Linked DNA regions of Capra hircus: region 1 is linked to region 2. Evidence: chromatin contacts called from public Hi-C data. All regions are on one chromosome and are shown on one strand. The core of a region is the stretch at or near the end of the contact, and the rest is flanking DNA. Distances in the headings are between cores, read along the strand shown. Region 1 has its middle 43 kb from the start of PRPF4B. Region 2 holds the start of PXDC1 (PX domain-containing protein 1).

What was found. Hi-C and Micro-C count contacts between places; a contact is called where the count stands out from the background.
Region 1: a Hi-C map of blood shows a contact between it and region 2, with 2.7 times the contacts expected there. The contact joins the enhancer-like site here to the promoter of PXDC1 in region 2. A contact is called at or near these places in 3 of 5 Hi-C or Micro-C datasets (all in blood).

What each region holds. Positions count from the first base shown.
Region 1 is chr23:15,514,185-15,517,073 of ARS1.2, reverse strand. No RefSeq gene overlaps it. Among named protein-coding and RNA genes, the nearest start is that of PRPF4B, 43 kb to the left of the region's middle. Within about 2 kb of position 1,538, at least 2 of the 5 cell types and tissues checked have an H3K27ac peak or open chromatin away from gene starts, as enhancers often do.
Region 2 is chr23:15,453,590-15,456,560 of ARS1.2, reverse strand. It overlaps PXDC1 (PX domain-containing protein 1), which reads left to right and starts at 1,677. Exons shown (of 5, transcript XM_013974193.2): 1 at 1,677-2,498. The coding sequence starts at 2,243. LOC102172019 (translation initiation factor IF-2-like) reads right to left here and starts at 2,244. Exons shown (of 3, transcript XM_018038505.1): 1 at 2,113-2,244; 2 at 1-1,563. The coding sequence starts at 2,244. The coding sequence ends at 601.

The DNA of each region.
Region 1 (2,889 bases), core at 289-2,788, 61 kb before region 2:
TCAATTTTTGGCCAGCTCCCCCCGCCTTCTGGTGTCTTGGTCCCTCTCCAGGTGGCTTTCCCCAGGGGATGGCAAGATGGAATCAGCTGTCAGCTGGGGCTCTCAGCTCCTCCCCATGTGTTCCTGTCCGCAGCGCTCTCGCAATATCCGGTGACCTGTTGTCCCCAGAGCTAGCAAGTTGAGTCCAGGTCAGAGGTCTTCAACTTGGGCCAGCTCAGCAGTGCCTGGAGACACTTCTGATTTTTACAGCCAAGCAGGAGAGGCTGCTGCTGTCTAATGGGTAGAGGCCAGGGATGCTACTAAACACCTTGCAATGCACAGAGCAGCCCCCACAGTGAAGAGTTAGCTGGTCCAAAGTGGCCACAGTGCCGCTGTTGTGAAATCTGGGTTGTAGGTGGAAGCTTCAATGTCTTTCACGGCCTGGCCTGGAAAGTCCCACACTGTCTTCATATATCATGAAGCGTACATTATGCTTCAGCATATTCTGTGGGTCATGCAGGCCCAGCCCTGATTTCTCATGGGAGGGACCTCACGAGGATGCGGTTACTGGGAGGCAAGGATACTGACGGTTATCCTGGAGGTTCGTTAGCCCAGCATTAAGCCTTGAGAGTGGTCATCTTGCCACCAGTAGGGCTAGGAGTGACTTTTCCCCCACAGAGGACTTGTTTGCAATAGAATCGCCTGGAGGTCGACTGAGCTGAACGTCTTGGGTGGGGGTTAGCGGGGCTTCACGGTTGGGAGGTGCTCTCAGGACTCATGGTCACCGGGTCTAAGAGTCTGAGAACCGCCAGCTCATCCTTCAAGGCTGGCCTCGTAGGTGAGAGACCTCCTCCCCAGAGCTCTGTCGGCGCTGTTTCCAAAGGCTGGACTGAGTCTGACTTGCAGCAGAAATTCTTCTGCTGTGAAATCATATACACCCTGAAGGAAAAAGACAGGCTGCAAACACACACTTTTTTGTCCTGAACATTTTTAAACTTTGATCTCACTTCCTTTTTCTTTTTTCGATAGCCGCTTACAATAGAAATTGAGATTAGTCGTGGTGTATTTAGACTTTTCAGTGTGAATGAGGAGATTTGAATCTCCACTCAGAAGCACAGTTCAGAATGATCCATCTTATCCACGAACTCTTTGGCAAGGAGGCTGAAATGATTGTGTGAAGACAAAGTGGGTTTGGAAGTTCAAAGTGTTTATCTTGGACTAAATCACCTTATATCCTACAGGCTTTATCCGTGACCTTGTGTGGGTGATACACTTAGGAACGCGCTGTCTTGAAAATCCTAACTTCCTTAAGAAGACAAGACTAAACTAACACGTCAAACCAGAACCCCCTAATCTGCTGGTTAAATGTTTGCATATCTGAAACCCGAGGTTGTGGACTGGTGGCTGGTGGAACCCCGGGGTGTAGCTGTGCCAGAGACTCGGAGGAGATGACAAAGACTGGCCAGTGTCGTGAGGAAAGTGTGGGCTCCTGGGGTCACTGTTCCCAGGAAGGAATTCCTGGGAACCCCGACAGGACACAGGGTCAGCCACTCCAAGCCCCAGACGGGGTCCTGTGTGCACAAGGCAGGGTCTCGGGGCCCCTGCCCCCCCTGCAAACAGTCTGCTCAGCCCATCCCCGTCGGGCACTCAGACCCCAGCGCTGACCCCACCGCCCAGTCCCCCGGTGGCAAGAGAGAGGACAAGTCTCCCTGAGCGGCCCATCAGGTCAGAATGTCCTTTCTGGGGAAGATACTGCTTTGCACAGGCTTTCCAAGCCAGTCCCGGGCCCCTGGTTCCTAGGCAGCCATAGAGACATGGGAGGAATTGATCCGTGTCCCCTTATCTCACCAGATAAAAACCTGGAAACAACCCACCGATTGCCTCATTGGGCACACTTGCTCAAAGCCACACAAAGGTCCCATGAGCAGGGTATGCTGGTCTGATGGGAGCCCAATGTGGCGCAAAGGACCTTAAAAGGAGTGACTTTTACTCAAAGGCTGGCATCTAGGATTTAGAGGCAGTAAAGGTGGCTGAAGTGAGGAGGAGAAGGAGGGATGTTAACAATGAGAAGTTTGCAGCTCACTTCGTTACCAACAGGGAAGAAAGAGGGATGCTGTTTCTGAGCAGGGAAGGGTTCCGTCTTTGGCATACGGACTGGGACCAAGGTTTGGCCTGTGTTCTAATGGGCTCTTGGAAAAAGCAAAGGAGGAATGGATAGGTCTGGTTGGGGATGGGTCTTAATCCTCTTAAAAAAACAAATAATATTGCAGGTGCACGAGGGAGCTGGGTGGGGTGCAGGAGTCGTTTCATAACTTTTAAAAAGTTTCCTCCCTCTTACTTCCCACCCCCAAACTGAAATGATATCAGCTGAGTGCACAAGGCTTCCCGTTTCACAGCTATGAGGGAGGCAGAAACTCTGGAAGCTATGAGCTTCCAGAAACTCTGTCTGCGATTTGGGGAAAGAGGTGCCTCAGGTAGGCGCCACGACAAGTCATGTCCTAATAGTTCGAGGATGAGACGGTTGGATGGCATCACCGACTCGATGGACATGAGTCTGAGTAAGCTCTGGGAGTTGGTGATGGACAGGGTAGCCTGGCGTGCTGCAGTCCATGGGGTTGCAAAGAGTCGGATACAACTGAGCGATTGAACTGAACTGCATGGTTCGAGGGAGAAAGTCAACCTCACCGTTGCTTGATCTGAAAGGTGGCTTTTCTACCTCCTAAGACATCCCACATTTGGGCTAGTAGACTAAACTCCCTCAAAAAATGGGCAAGGGAGCAAAGGGTTCTAGGCGTCTTTCCCCGGATATACACATAGACATCTAAATTACCACAAAGAACGCCCAGGACAGGCTTCCGCCAGAGAGAAAGCCTAATTTGAAGGCAACTACAGAAAAACAGAAGCGGAACC
Region 2 (2,971 bases), core at 428-2,927:
GAATTTCTGTAATGATTAGTAAGTTCTGGGCAGTTGCTATGTTTATTCTCTAGTTCCAGGTCTCTTTAAACAAACATCGCTGACAGGAAAATGCTTCCTTCTCTTCAGTGACCAGAGTGTCTGGCACAGCTGAAGGGCTGCCTCGCGAAGTTAGATCTCCTAGGCAACAGGGAAACCAAGACCTGATTGCTCCCAGGAAAGATTTGGCTGGATGCATAAAAGCTCCTGGGCGTCCCTGGTGGCTCAGAGGGTAAAGAGTCTGCCCGCAATGTGGGAGACCCAGGTTCAATGCCTGGGTCTGGAAGATCCCGTGGAGAAAGAAATGGCACCCCACTCCAGTACTCTTGGCTAGAGAAGCTGCAAAGAGTCGGCTGTGACTGGGTGACTTGACTTCCTAAAAGCTCCTGCGCTCTGGTGGCAGAGAGGCTGCCCGGCCCAGCCGCAGAGCGGGAAAGGGCACAGAGGCGGGAGGCCTCAGTGGGGCTTTGTGGTGGGGGGGCGGGGGATACTCGGCCCAGCCTCCCACCTCCACCCTCTGGTACCTCTTGCAGACCCCATGGTCAGCCCCTCAGTCACCAGCACAGACGGGCTGCTGCCACTTTAGGGGGTTGCCAGCCTGTGGAAAACACCTTCTCTTCTCAGCTCACAAGACAAACAGGAGGTGAAGATAAACTTGGATGAAAACCTGGACGAAAGCTGACGATCTGATCTGGGCGAGTCACTGGAGCCGCTGAGCAAAACCTGGAGTCCTGACTGCGTGTAAGGTGTGCTGGGAGTGTGTTGGGGGTGTGGGGGACACACCCCTCGGACAAGTTGCATCACGTGACCGACAACCGGCCTTCGGGGCCCACAGTTTCTGCCGAGCTTCTTTAGACTTTCTAGAAGTGCAAAGCGCTGAAGGGCCTCGCCCTGGGTCTGTCCACCCCGCCTCGGGCGACGTGAGGTCGCCCAAGACACTCTGCAATCGAGTTCCAACGCCTGAACTAACTTCCGAGTCTTGAACTCTGGCTTGAAGTTACCCGGCTTGAAGTTACCTCCCAGTGAGGACCATCCTGCGGAGCGAGCGGCTGCGACCCCCGGTTCTCCCCCCGGCAGCTGCCCCGGGGCCACTCTCGAAACCCCTCGGCTCAGCACGCGCCCCGCGCAGGCGGGGACGCTCTTCCCTGGGGCCCTCTCCCACCGCTGGCCCGGCCCGCTTCTGAGCAGCGGTTCCCTCTCCTTCCGGGGGTGGGGGCCCTGGGGGCCGGCGCGGGCCCGCCGCGTCGTCTGTCCCCTGCCGCGTCCGGGCAGTGGCGCGGCTGGAATGCGCGGGGGACGCGGGGCGGGCGGCTCCGGCCTCGGGCCCGGCCCGGGGAGGACGTGCGGGCGGCGGGAACCCGCAGACAGTCCCGGCGCCGGGTCCCCGGAGCGGTGCGCCCCGCCGCGCGTAAGTTCAGCTTCCACTCCCGCAGGTCGGGTCGGGCGCGTAGGCCCCTGACCCGAGAGTTTCCCAAGATCGAGAAACGAGACGAGAACAGTGGCCACCCGGGGCCCGGCCCAGGCTCTTCCGGGCCGGGCCGGCGGCTAGGGCCGGGGGAGGGGGCTGGCGGGCGGGCGGGGCGCGGAGGCGGGGCCGGCGCTCGGGTTTCCGCTCCGCCCCGCGGCCTGGGGACCCGCGGCCCCAGCGGCGCGGGCTCCGGAGGCGGCGCGGGGCGCGGCGGCCAGGCCACCCCTCCGCCCGGAGGCGGGGACGGTGGAGGCGCCCTAGGCCTCGACGTCGGGACCGCGCCGCCCGCGATGGGAAGCGCCTTATAAGCCTGTGGCCGCGCCACCCCCGAGAGCGCGCGGCCCCCGGCCCCGGGCGGGCCCCTACCGAGCCGGCCTCCGGACAGGTTAACGGAGGACCTCGGCCCGTCCCCGGACTCGGGCGAACCCGGACCCCGGAGAAACCCCGGATCGCTCCAGCTCTGGACAGACCTCAGACGGACCCCGACCCGGGATAGATCCCGGCTGCAGACGGCTCCCGGCCCCGGACGGACCCCGGACAGATCCCGGATCGCTCCGACTCTGGAGAGACCTCGGACGGACCCCGGCCCCTGATAGACTCCGGCCGCAGGAGGACCCCGGACAGACCTTGGCCCGGAATAGATCCCGGCTGCAGACAGCTCCCGGCCCCGGACGGACCCAGCGCGGACCCCGGCCGCGGGTGGACTCCGGCCCGGGCGGGCGTGCCCCTGCCGGCCGGGGATGCGCGGCCCGCGGCATGGCCTCGGCGGTGTTTGAGGGCACGTCGCTCGTGAACATGTTCGTGCGCGGCTGCTGGGTGAACGGCATCCGCCGGCTTGTCGTCAGCCGGCGCGGCGACGAGGAGGAGTTCTTCGAGATCCGCACCGAGTGGTCGGACCGCAGCGTGCTCTATCTGCACCGCAGCCTGGCCGACCTGGGCCGCCTGTGGCAGCGCCTCCGCGACGCCTTCCCGGAGGACCGGCCGGAGCTGGCGCGCGCGCCGCTGCGCCAAGGTGGGCGCGGGCCCGGCCTGGGGGACTGGGGGACTGGGGGTGTCGGGGGGCTCGGGGACCGAGGGCCTCGAGGTGTGGGAGGCAGGAGTGGGTTCGTGTAAAGTGCGAGGGCGGGCTTGCAGGGGCGCTTGTTAAGCCGGGATCGCCGCCCTACGGCCCCCCGGCACGGGACAGGGATCCTCAGACCTCCGCCCGCCCCCGAACCGTGAAGAGCACTGGCGGGCGGGCGGCAGACTGCGTGCTGGCCGAGGCAGGCGGGACGGGCGAGCCACCGGCCAGCCCCTGCGACCGTGGCCGGAGGGGCTGCGAGAGCCTTGGAGAGAGTTAAGGAAAGCGTCCCGCGGGGGACGCGCCCTGTCTGGCGGCACCCCCTACCCCGCGGGGCCGCTTCCCCTGTCCCCGGTGGCCGGGTGGCCGACAGCTCGAGTGCGAGGTGCCACGCGGCCTCTGTCTCTCCCGGGGAGGGGCCGCTG